Regions from separate parts of the Mus musculus genome. Here region 2 is linked to region 1. A link is a contact called in public HiChIP or PLAC-seq data. All regions are on one chromosome and are shown on one strand. Each heading gives the region's core, a stretch centred on a gene start, on an enhancer-like site or on the middle of the called end of the contact. The rest is flanking DNA. Distances are from core to core; before and after follow the strand shown. Region 1 overlaps Eif3k (eukaryotic translation initiation factor 3, subunit K). Region 2 overlaps Spint2 (serine protease inhibitor, Kunitz type 2).

The links. HiChIP or PLAC-seq counts read pairs in DNA pulled down with a chosen protein or histone mark.
Region 2: a FOXA1 HiChIP or PLAC-seq map of pancreatic cancer cells shows a contact between it and region 1. The contact joins two enhancer-like sites. A contact is called at or near these places in 5 of 39 promoter capture datasets (the HPC-7 cell line, cranial neural crest, erythroid cells and 2 more), 6 of 484 Hi-C or Micro-C datasets (CD4 T cells, CD8 T cells, embryonic stem cells and 3 more), 4 of 115 datasets of contacts at active chromatin or transcription factors (embryonic stem cells, extraembryonic endoderm stem cells, large pre-B cells and 1 more) and 2 of 9 other capture datasets (adipose tissue and liver).

Annotation. Positions count from the first base shown.
Region 1 is chr7:28,968,833-28,974,273 of GRCm38.p6, reverse strand. Eif3k (eukaryotic translation initiation factor 3, subunit K) reads left to right here. Exons shown (of 8, transcript NM_028659.3): 6 at 48-125; 7 at 1,617-1,742; 8 at 2,836-2,902. The coding sequence ends at 2,867. Among named protein-coding and RNA genes, the nearest start is that of Actn4, 9.2 kb to the right of the region's middle. Within about 2 kb of position 3,018, at least 96 of the 459 cell types and tissues checked have an H3K27ac peak or open chromatin away from gene starts, as enhancers often do. A contact at or near this core is called in the HPC-7 cell line and pancreatic cancer cells, where this site is marked.
Region 2 is chr7:29,251,077-29,256,517 of GRCm38.p6, reverse strand. Spint2 (serine protease inhibitor, Kunitz type 2) reads left to right here. Exons shown (of 7, transcript NM_011464.2): 7 at 1-188. Among named protein-coding and RNA genes, the nearest start is that of 2200002D01Rik, 5.3 kb to the right of the region's middle. Within about 2 kb of position 2,432, at least 39 of the 459 cell types and tissues checked have an H3K27ac peak or open chromatin away from gene starts, as enhancers often do. A contact at or near this core is called in the HPC-7 cell line and pancreatic cancer cells, where this site is marked.

The DNA of each region.
Region 1 (5,441 bases), core at 1,769-4,268:
ATTACGTGCCAGCGGCCTCTTGACTGTCTTTGTTTTGATTCTCACAGTTATCTGCCACGTGGTGGGCATCACGTACCAGCACATCGACCGCTGGCTGCTGGCCGAGATGCTCGGAGACCTGACTGGTGAGGCCTGGTGCTGTTTCTGTCAGTCTGAGAGGAAAAGGTGGTTGGGGCATGGGGCCTCAGGCAGCTCAGGGGAACCCACCGCACCTTTCCGAGGTTGTTACCTGCCCCAGAGTGTGGGTGAGGGTTTGGTATAGGATGTTGCCTTCTGTATCTCCATGAGTTCAAGGCCAACCAGGGCTATGTAGTGAGACACTGCCTCGAAAACACCCTGACCAGGTGTAGTGCTGTCCTCCTGGAATTCCAGTTATAGGAAGCTGGAGCAAGAAGATTGTCTGGAATTCCAGGCCAGCCTGGGCTATAGCATGAGCCTCTGCACCAACCAGTTAACAGATGCACATGTCAGACAGTGGTCCTGATGCTGACCTTGGCAGTGAATAGGAGAGCTCAGGCCCTTTTCATGGATGGAGCGAAGTGGAAGCATCAGCACCTTGTAGTTGGTGTTGCCAAGGGTAGCAGGGCTGCTTTGGAGGGATGGCATTCGGCCTCTAGAGGAGGCCAGTGTGGCCCTCCTGCAGCAGGGGCCTGCCTGTCATGTGTGCTGTGCCTGCGTGCCCTGGAAGCATACACATCTCTGGAGAACTTCCGTGGTCTGTCCTCTGGTGACAGGACATGGGACGGCTCTGAGAAGGCCCAGCCTTGATTACAATGAGGTTCTTAAAAGGTCCCTCCAAACCAAAACCCTCAGCACTTGAGTTTGCAAAAAGTGGCGCTGGGCCGGAGAGAGGTTCGGCAGCTGTGAGCATCTATCTCCTGCTTGATGCGGAAGAAGGTTTGCGGGGTCCAGCACCCATTGTGGGCGGTCACAGGCACCAAGAAATTCCATGCAGTTTCTCACCCTGGGAGCACCTGCGTACATTCACATTTGCGCACACAAATGAGTACACCATTGCTCTCCTCAGATACACCAGAAGAGGGCATCAGATCTCATGGTTGTGAGCCACCACGTGGTTGCTGGGAATTGAACTCAGAACCTCTGGAAGAGCAGTCAGTGCTCTTATTCGCTGATCTCCCCAGCCCTAAATAAATGTTTTGTCTTGTTTTTATTTTTAAAATAAATAAATAGTATTGTTAAGAAACTAAGGGAACCTGTGCCTGGAGGCACAAATTCTATAGTCCTGGTACTTGGAAGAGAGTCGGGAGTATTAGGAGTTTACGTCATGATGAGTCCAAGCCAGCCAGGGCTGCATGAAATCCTGTCTCAAAAAAAAAAAAAAACCAAAGCCAAAACCAAAAACCTACAGAAAAACCCCTATGTGACTAGGAGAAAGAGGCTAGTGCGCCCCCTGGTGGCCAAGTGGAGACTGAGCCCCAGATTGCTGGCTTTGCCCTAGAGGATCTCTTCTTCCGAGTCCTGCTGCTGTCCAGGCAGGAGTTGGCCTAGAGCAGTTAGCAAAGGGGGCTTGGCCTGCTCAGCCCCGATTCCTCTGCCTCCAAAGCCCCTAGTGTTAGGGTTCAGGCCACCAACACCTCCGCCCATGTCACCTGCAGACAACCAGCTGAAGGTGTGGATGAGCAAGTACGGCTGGAGCGCTGACGAGTCAGGGCAGGTCTTCATCTGCAGCCAGGAAGAGAGCATTAAGCCCAAGAACATCGTGGAGAAGATTGACTTTGACAGTAAGTGGCCTGGGGCCGCAGACTGTAGGGAAGACAGTGTCCTGGTGGGAGAGCAGTGCTGGGTGTGCAAAGCACGAGGCAGAGCCTGTATTCCTGGACTGGGAACTGTCTGCCAGATTCCAGGTTGCTGGCCCAGGGAGAGACTGTGAGGGATGCTGAGTAGTCTCCCCTGCTGGATGTGAGCCGTCCATGTTCTCTCTCTCTCTCCCCCCCTCCCTCCCACCCCCCGCCCTGGCATTCCTCTAGACCAGACTGGCCTCAAACTCTACCTACCTCTCCCTCCCGAGTGCTGGAATTAAAGACTTGTCCACTCAGGGCTGTGGCTCTCGATGAGTCATTTGGTCCCACCATAAGGTAGTTGCTCTTGTTCTAACTTGGAAACTATTAGAACTGGCACAGTGCCTGCCTCCTCGTGTAGAGAGAGCCAGGCGCAGAGTGAAAGGCAGTGACAGCCGTTCCTGTCACATTTTGAATAAACAGTCTTATCCCAAAAGAGGAAAAAGTAGGTGTGGTGTCTTTGATCTCAGCACTCTGGAGGCTCAAGGCCAGCCTAGCCTACCTAAAGTGACACAGGCATTTAGCTAGGTGCCCTGCTTCATCCTTCTCTCAGAGGAAGTGACCTGAAGTGGGGAAGGACAGGGACACGCCTCCTGCTAGGGCTCCTCCCCCTTCTCCCAACTTTGGCTCTGTTGAGGGCCACCAGCTGGTCAGTGGCCAAGCTGAGCATCAGTGAGCTGTGTCACTTCCCACTGGGTGCTCTGACCTCTACAGAAAGTGTCCACCATGCTTGGGTCTCAGAAGTCCACACAGTTCTATCTGCAGTGGAGAGCTGCCGGCCCGGCCAGTGTCCCTCACATGGACCTAGGCCAGGGCTAAACACATGCAGTACTTAGTGCCAGACTGGTCAAGCTCTTCTTTTAACTCTAATCCTGTACAATAGATGGCTATGCTATCACCATATCCAAGACCACTAAACAGGACAGCACCAGACTACCTTTGTGGTGACTGTGACCTGGCCCTGAAGGACAGCGGCTCCCTGGGAGGTGGCTCTTCCTCTCTTCACAAATTCACCCTGTTTCTTCCTCCTCAACAGGTGTGTCCAGCATCATGGCCTCCTCCCAGTAAGCCAGTGTGCGTTAATAAAGATTTGTTCACTCCGCCCTATTGTCTCTTGCCTGTACCCTCAGAGAGCCAACTTGTGGCCCAAGCTGGGGCCCTTCCCTCTTCTCGGGCGTCCCCCATGCCACTTCCTCCTTTGTCCCACCCTGCTGCCTTTCCCTGCCCCTCCTTTTCTGACCTGTGAGTCAGTGCAGGATGGGGTAGGCTGAGGCCAGTGAATGGCCTTGGGAGGTGCCGCCCTGGGGCCCTGGGCTCCTCAGAGAGGAGAGCAGAGCATGTTCTTGTCTTTGACAAGTCACCTGCTTCTGGGAAGGAGAGCTTAGTGCTTCCTCGGCTGGCAGGGGTGACAGCCTGCACTTGGGAGGTGCAGGTAGGAAGATCGGGGATCAGAAGCCACCCTCAGCACCAGGCTCTGTCTTTAAAAGGGGGGGCTGAGCGGGCCTGGTGGCGCATGCCTTTAATCCCAGCACTCAGGAGGCAGAAGCAAGCGGATTTCTGGTCTACAAAGTGAGTTCCAGGACAGCCAGGGCTATACAGAGAAACCATGTCTCGAAAAAAAAGAGGGGGGGGTGGTTTGAGGGGGTCAGTCCATAAGCTTTCTGCTGCTCTAATAAAAAGATGTGGTGACACACTTGTAACCCCTTCCACTGGGGAGTCTGAGACAGGAGCTTCCCCGAGGTTAGCTGGCCAGCCTCTTTAACCACGCTGCTGAGCTCGGAGGCCAGCAGGGAACCCTGATTTAATTGGTGCTAAAGCTATATTCAGTGTGGTTCGGTTCTGAGCATCACAACACACATGTAACCGCAATCTTTGGGAGGTTGAGCCCCACGTGTACATATGTACACACACCACACTGGACGACTTGAAGTGCTTTGCTCTGTTCCTCTAACAGCCCTTAGCTGCTGCTTTTCAGTAATCCAAAACTCCTTGATTCACCAGAGAAACACAGATGAGGAAGCGGGAAGCATTCATCTTGGGCTCTGATGATCTGTCGCCCAGGTTGTTGGCTGGCCTTTCTGGAGGTTATAGTTGGAAAGGTTACCAGACTGTCTGCCTTGTCAGCTGTCCTCCCAGCCACCCAGTTCATGTCACACCCAAGATATTCCAGGTATTCTGGCCAAGAAACCTTGAACAGGTGATTTCAGTGTGCACAGGGTCAGGGGTGAGGTCAGTGGAGATAAGTGACCCAGTAAATGTGCAGCCACTCCCATCTCCCTTGGGGCCTGTTCTGTCATGCCAGGGAATGGACTGCTGGCATGTTCATCCCTCCCTGAAGTCAGCACTCACCCGTCATTCCTCCTGAGGATCCTGGCCCAGGGAACCAGGGTGGGGCACACACCCTTTGCTCCGGCCTTTAGACCTACCCTACCGGAGCCAGCACCCGGAACTAGACCTCATCTTAACCCTGGGGACAGCAAATAAATGACTGTTCCCGAAAGCTCTGAGGTGCTAGAGGAGGGAGGGCTGGTATGCTGCCCCACCCTCAGCCATCTTGTGTAGAAATCAAGGAGCCATCTCTGGGTGGGACCACAACTAGGCATCCGCAGCAGGTGCTTCTGTGTAGGATGCAACTTGAACAACTGGCCACGGCTGCTGCTCGGGAGGAGAAATGACCTCCTGCCCTTGGGCAGCCGGATCATCTCACTTTCAATCTGGCTCTGACTAAAGACTACTGACGTGTGGGCGGGCGTTGTTTAATGGCTGGAACCTCTGTGTGTGTGTGTGTGTGTGTGTGTGTGTGTGTGTGAGAGTGTGTGATATAAAACTCCAGAGTCTAACTTGGTGAGTGTCTCCTGGAGCTGCCACAGTCACCTGTGACAGTCCACTGTCCACCCCCAACTTGGGAGACAATCCTCTGTCCTTTCAGGAGACTCCTCTTACAGTGTTAACAAAGGACACAGGAGCCAGCCATAGTTTCCTGGCATTCTGGAGGCTGAGGCAGGAGGACTGCTTGGAATTCAAGATCAGCCTGGAATACAAAGGGAGACCCTGTGTGGTGGAACACTAACAGGCATAACAGCTAGTCTTTTAAGTCTAGAGTAGTGTGCTGGATGGCATGGCGGCACACTCCTTTAATCTCAGCACTGTGGAGGGAGAGCCATGTGTGTTCCAGGCCAGCCAAACTACATGGTAAGACCCTGTCTCAAAAGGTTAGGGTTGGAGAGATGGCTTCATGACTAAGAGCACTTGCTGTGCTTATAGATAACCTGGGTCCGGTTCCTAGAACCCACATGTTAGCTCACAATTCTCTGTAACTATGGTTCCAGGACACTCTGCTCCCTTCTGTTCTCTGAGGGGACCAGGCATACATATGGTGCTTGTATGTATATGTGCACAGACACAGACACACACTCCCGTATGTACACACGTTCTTAACAAAGAACCAGCAGTTGTGGTTACTTACAGGAGACCCTCAGAGTCAGACTACCCTTAACAGTCCCCTCATGGAAGTGAGAGGTGTATGAGCCCCTTCGTCCCCAAGTATATAGAAGGTCCTATCACTCCCATGACCAAGGGTGTTGGTCATGGAAGTGCTCAAGGGACCATTTCATGCAAACCTCACTATCCAAGCAGCTGCCT
Region 2 (5,441 bases), core at 1,183-3,682, 280 kb before region 1:
CTGCCCTTCCCCATCGCCTGTCTCCTCTAACATCACTAGGAAGGAGCCCCATTCTTGTAGCGGTCACTGTTTGTTTGATTTATGTGGGTTTTTTTTTTTTTTAAGTAGATAAAGGTTTTTTAAAAAATCAGGATTCTGAAAGAATGTGTTTAATAAAGTGGGCCTTTTAAAATAAAACTTACTATGTAGTTTGGTTTTTTGTTTTTGTTTTTGGTTTTCTTGTGACTACTAGTTACAGGTGCCAAGGGTTATCTCAGGACTTGCTCAGTCATTCTGGAGTTATGTCTTTGCTTTCCATTTGTTTGTTTGTTTGTTTAAACACAAAGTATGGTTTGTTTTTTGCTTTTTTTTTCATACCCTACAGGGGTCCCAGGGTAACCTGACTTGCCTTCGAAGCTGAGATGACTTGGGCTCGCTGCCAGCTCCTAAGTGCTGACCTTACAGGTGTATGACCCAATACCTGGACTATTCCCAATTGAGGCTGGAACCTAGGGCTGCTGCTCTGCTGGGCAGGCACTTTACCAACAGAACCGCAGCCCAAGCAGCCACAATTGTGTTTGTTTCGTTTTGTTTTGTTTTGGAGACAAAGTTTCTCTGTGCCCTTGCTGTCCTGAAACTCCCTCTGTAGACCAGGCTGGCCTCAAATTCACAGTGATCCACCTGCCTCTGCCTCCCAAGTACTGGGATTAAAGATGTGCACTACCACACTTTAGCCAACCCTCAAAATTTTTTAAGATTTATTTTTTATTTTATGCATATAACTGTTTTGTTTGCAGGTATCTTTGTGTGCCATATGCCTGTTACTTAAGGAGGCCAAAAGAAGAAGGTATAGGATTCTTGGGATCTAAAAGATACAGATGGTTGTGAGCCACTATGTAGGGTCTGGAAAACAAGCCCAGGTCCTCTCTAGCCCACGGCCAGTGCCCTTCATCACTGAGCTGTCTCTCCAAGCCCACTTTTTCACTCATTGAAATTCCTGGCCACACTCCTGAACACTCATTGAGCACTCTCCTGGGCACAACCACAGTTCTTGCTTCCCTGGAATACAGGTGCTCTTAGATTCTGGAGTTGGGAAAGACTCCCATCTATCACTGCCACCTGCCCTCTGACCTCGAGAGTCCGTTAGTGATGGAGTTGTTGAGAGACTCATGAAAGACAGGTATCTCAGCGAGGGAGCACGGTAGCACATGCCTGTAATCCCAGCCCTCAGAAGCAGGGTCAAAATCTCAAGGCCAGTCTGGGCTATAAGACCCTGTCTCAGACAGACAGACAGCTCTTGGAAAGGGCCCAATTTCAATGCGCAACAACATATGGTGGCTCACAATCATCTGTTTGTTACTCCAGTTGTAGGGTGTTTAATACCCTCTCTGGTCTCTGGGACACCAGGCACACAAGTGTTGATGTACATGCAGTCGGAACACTCATACACATAACATTTTTAAAAGATCACTGTCAACACTGAACCCTGCTTTTTGTCCAGTACCACAGAATATCTGTATTTACAGTATGAAGCCAGTTGCCCCTTACAGTGATTGAGAGTACATTAGAGGTCACAAGTCAGCCTGGCCCATCAGTGTGGGTCCAATGGGTGACAGACTCTTAGATCCACCCAGTCTATAAGATGTGCTAATCTTTCCCCAGCCTGAGACTCCTGGGTTGTACAGTTTTGCCTGGGGATGAACCAACTTGAAGGGATTTGACTGACTGGCTTCTATTGCTCAGACTGATCAAAGTGTTCAGTGGAGGTACTCAGTGGACACACACATGGCTGAGGGCTGGACACTGGACTGAGCTGAGTCCACTCACATGGGCCTCTGGTCCTGTAGGTCTTGCTCTTGGGAACTTTGCAAAATGGTTGTACTTGCATGGAACTCTTCACAGATGGGACTGTGAGGAGCCACTGGCTCTGGAGGAGGAGGCTGTGAAACTGGTCCCTGGAATGGGAACTCACCCATATTGTCCTTGCCACTTCCCCAGGCCCCAGGGTTTCAAGGGTTAAGAAGGGGTGATCCTGAGCACTATGAAGGTCACTCCTCAGGACTGCATTGCTGCTCACGTGTGTAGGGAGGAGGAACAGTCGTTGCTGGTATAAAGCTGAGGGCTCTCCAAGCTTTATAATATCCCTTTGTTGATACCAAGCAATTGGCAGGCCATTGAGCTACATCCTCACCTAATTGTGTTCTTCCTTTGCCATAGCCTACTGCCCAGGCGTGTGTGTGTATGTGTGTGTGTGTGTGTGTGTGTGTGTGTGTGTGTGTATGTATGTATGTATGTATGTATCTGGAGTCCTGTGAACAAAGAAAACCACAGATGCTAATGTCTTGCTGTGCGTGAGAAGCTAGGAAGCCAGTTTCTGACCCAGGAGTCTAGAGGTTAACAGCCAGGATGTTAGCTGAGAAGCAGAAGGAAGTGAACTCTGGACTGGGTGGAAGCTGAGCTCAGCCCAGTAGTCACAGGCTAGCACAGTGCTTCAGCCTGATAAGAGAAAAGTCCCTGCGTGCTTCCAGCTCATCCAGCTGCTGGGATGCGGTTGAATAGGGATAGTGTTGTTTATAGGAGCTGGGCCTCTGTTCTTGGGGACTCCAGGAAAAACTAAACGAAGGCTCACCATAATCCCTTTTCCAGACAGACGTGACCTCAAGCATGTAGGAGGGACCTCAGGCATATAGCACTCCAGGAAAGGTATTTGCTCTCCCACCTGGGCCCCTCAGCATCTTGGCCTCCCTACCCACTGTAATTGCTGAAGTAACAAAATCCTATGCTTTGCTGGCGGAGGTGGCACAGGCCTTTAAACCCAGTGTTGAGGCAAAGGCAGGTGAATCTCTGTGAGTTGGATACCAGCCTGGTCTACAAAGAGACCCTGTCTCAAAACAAAACTAAATAAAATGCAGGATTACAGCTAGCCCCTGAGGATGCCTTTTCTTGAGGTGAGAAAAGGGATGGAGGGACCCAGGAGTGAGGACACCAGCAATACTGCATGCTTTGCTTGAGGGGCAGAGTGGCACTATTTAACACCCTGGCACCAAGGCATTTGGGGCAGAAGTTAATGAAACAGAAGGCAAAAAAACGGAGATCAGTGGGGTGCCTACAGCAGTTGGGGAGAATGAGAAGAGCTAGTGGAGATAGGTGGCCTCTCACCAGCTGGGGCCTATACATGAGAAAAGGACACAGCCTCCGTAAGCTTGAGACGTCCAGAAGGGCAGGTGCAGTGCCTGCCAGGTGAGGGGAAAGATAGAAGTGGGGCATCCTGTGTACAATGTGATGGAGGTGAAGTTAGGAGAGACGAGGCCTTGTCCTCCCCTCCCATTCTCCCACTCTGAAACAGCACTGCAGTGCACGATCTCCAGGGTACAGAAGCCCCTCCTACCCCACGGCCTACTAGCCACACCCTAGAGAGGCCAGGGCAGAGACTCAACACCAATACCCCAGTGTGGAGGGGAGGGCTAAAGAGACAGTTGACATTCTGAACGCTGCCTGTTCAGGACAAGCGGAGTCTGCAAAGCCATTTACTTTATGAGGCAAGAATATTTGTTTTGTTTTTTGAGACAGGGTTTCTCTGTGTAGCCCTGGCTGTCTTGGAACTCACTTTGTAGACCAGGCTGGCCTCGAACTCAGAAATCCGCCTGTCTCTGCCTCACAAGTGCTGGGATTAAAGCCGTTTGCCACCACCGCCCGGCGAATTCTTGTCTTTTAATACATTATTTTGTGGGACTGAGATAGAACCCAGGATCTTGTATTTGCTAGGCAAGCACTCTATCACTGAGCCATACCCCAGCCCCTCACTGGATTCTGGCAAAGTGCTCTACCACTGAGCCGTAAGACCCACCACTTAGTATGTACATGGGCTTTGTGCATGTGTGTGCATACTGGAGCACATGGAGGTCAGAAGACCACTCCAGACATTGGTCCTTAATTTCTACCATTTAAAGATGTGTTAGTTACATGTATCTGTGTGAGTCCACAAGTGCTAGCAAAGCCCACGAGCATCTCATTTCTAGGAACCGGAGTTGTAGAGGTGGTTGTGAGTGACCGAGAACTGGAAGTGTTAGTGCTCTTAAGTGCTGGGCCATCTCTCCAGTCCAGACCAAGTCTTGTTTACTCCGTGCGTGCTGGACTGGCTGGTTCCTGAGAACCTGGTACTCTGTCTCTGCCTCCCATCTCCTCAGGACACAGATTACAGACGTGTGCTGCCTCAGCCAGCAGTCACTTGTATGACTTGCTTTGGTTATTTATTTTGTTTTGAGACAAAAGTCTTCTTATGCATAGCTGGCCGGCCTCAATCAAACTCACAGATAACCACTTGCCTTGTCTTCTGAGTGCTGGCATCAAAGGCATGCACGGGCGAGTTTGTTTTCTCAAACATGGATTTTCTTAAACATCGATTAGTGTTTATGTGTGAGTGTATGCCATGGATGTGCTAGGGCATGTGGAGGTCAGGAGAGGATGTCAGATTTCCAGTTCCATGCAGTTGTGAGCCACCGGGTACTGGCTCAGGGTCTTCCACAGAGCACATGCTCCTAACCACGGAGCCATCTCCCCAGCCCCTCAACTCATTTTTTCTTTTAGGTTCGTGTGAGAGTGGCGCGTTCTGCTTACATGTGTGTATGTGCACATGTGCATGCCTGGTGCCCACACAGGTCAGAAAAGGATACCCTGTGAATGCTGAGCTGAACCTGGGTCTTCTGTAAAAACATATGCTCCTAGCCAGTGAGCCATCTCTGCAGCCCCCCAGCTTGGTGTTTCGAGACAGGGTCTTACTCCGGAGCTCAAGCTGTCCTCTGACTAGTAATCTTCCTTCCTTTTTCCAGTGCTTGGATTATAGGTTTGTGCCCGTATGCTGGGCAGGCAAGTGTTAATCTTCACACAGAGACAAACAGGGCCTGACTGCTTAGTGAGGGGTAATTTGAGGTGTACCTGTCCTTGATCCCTATGGTCTGCTAGCAGAACACTCCCTGGACAGAGGTAAACCAATTCACAGGACACACCACTCTGAGTCACTTGTCCCACCCTCCCGGAATTTATATTCTGCCTGGACAGGCTTTCCTCCTGTTCTGTAAGGAGCTGTGGGCCCAACAGTCAGCACTGTTCACACCGCCCTGCCCCCACCCTCACCCCAATGCTGTAGACCAAAGGTGCCCCACTCCTTCCTTACCTCTGCCTCACCCCTCTTATCTACTTCCCTTCCCTGAAGATCAAAGATCATTGGGTGGCATCCCTGCCCGCACCTGTGAACCCTTGTACCTACCACACTAGCTTTTTTTGTTTGTTTTTGTTTTGTTTTTTGAGATAGGGTTTCTCTGTGTAGTCCTGGAACCTACCACACTACCTTAATTTACTTTTTTTTTTTTAATAGTGTGTTTCTCTAGGTAACCCTGGCTGTCCTAGAACTCTCTCTATACACTAGACTGGCCTTAAACTCTTCCTGCATTTGCCTCCAGAGC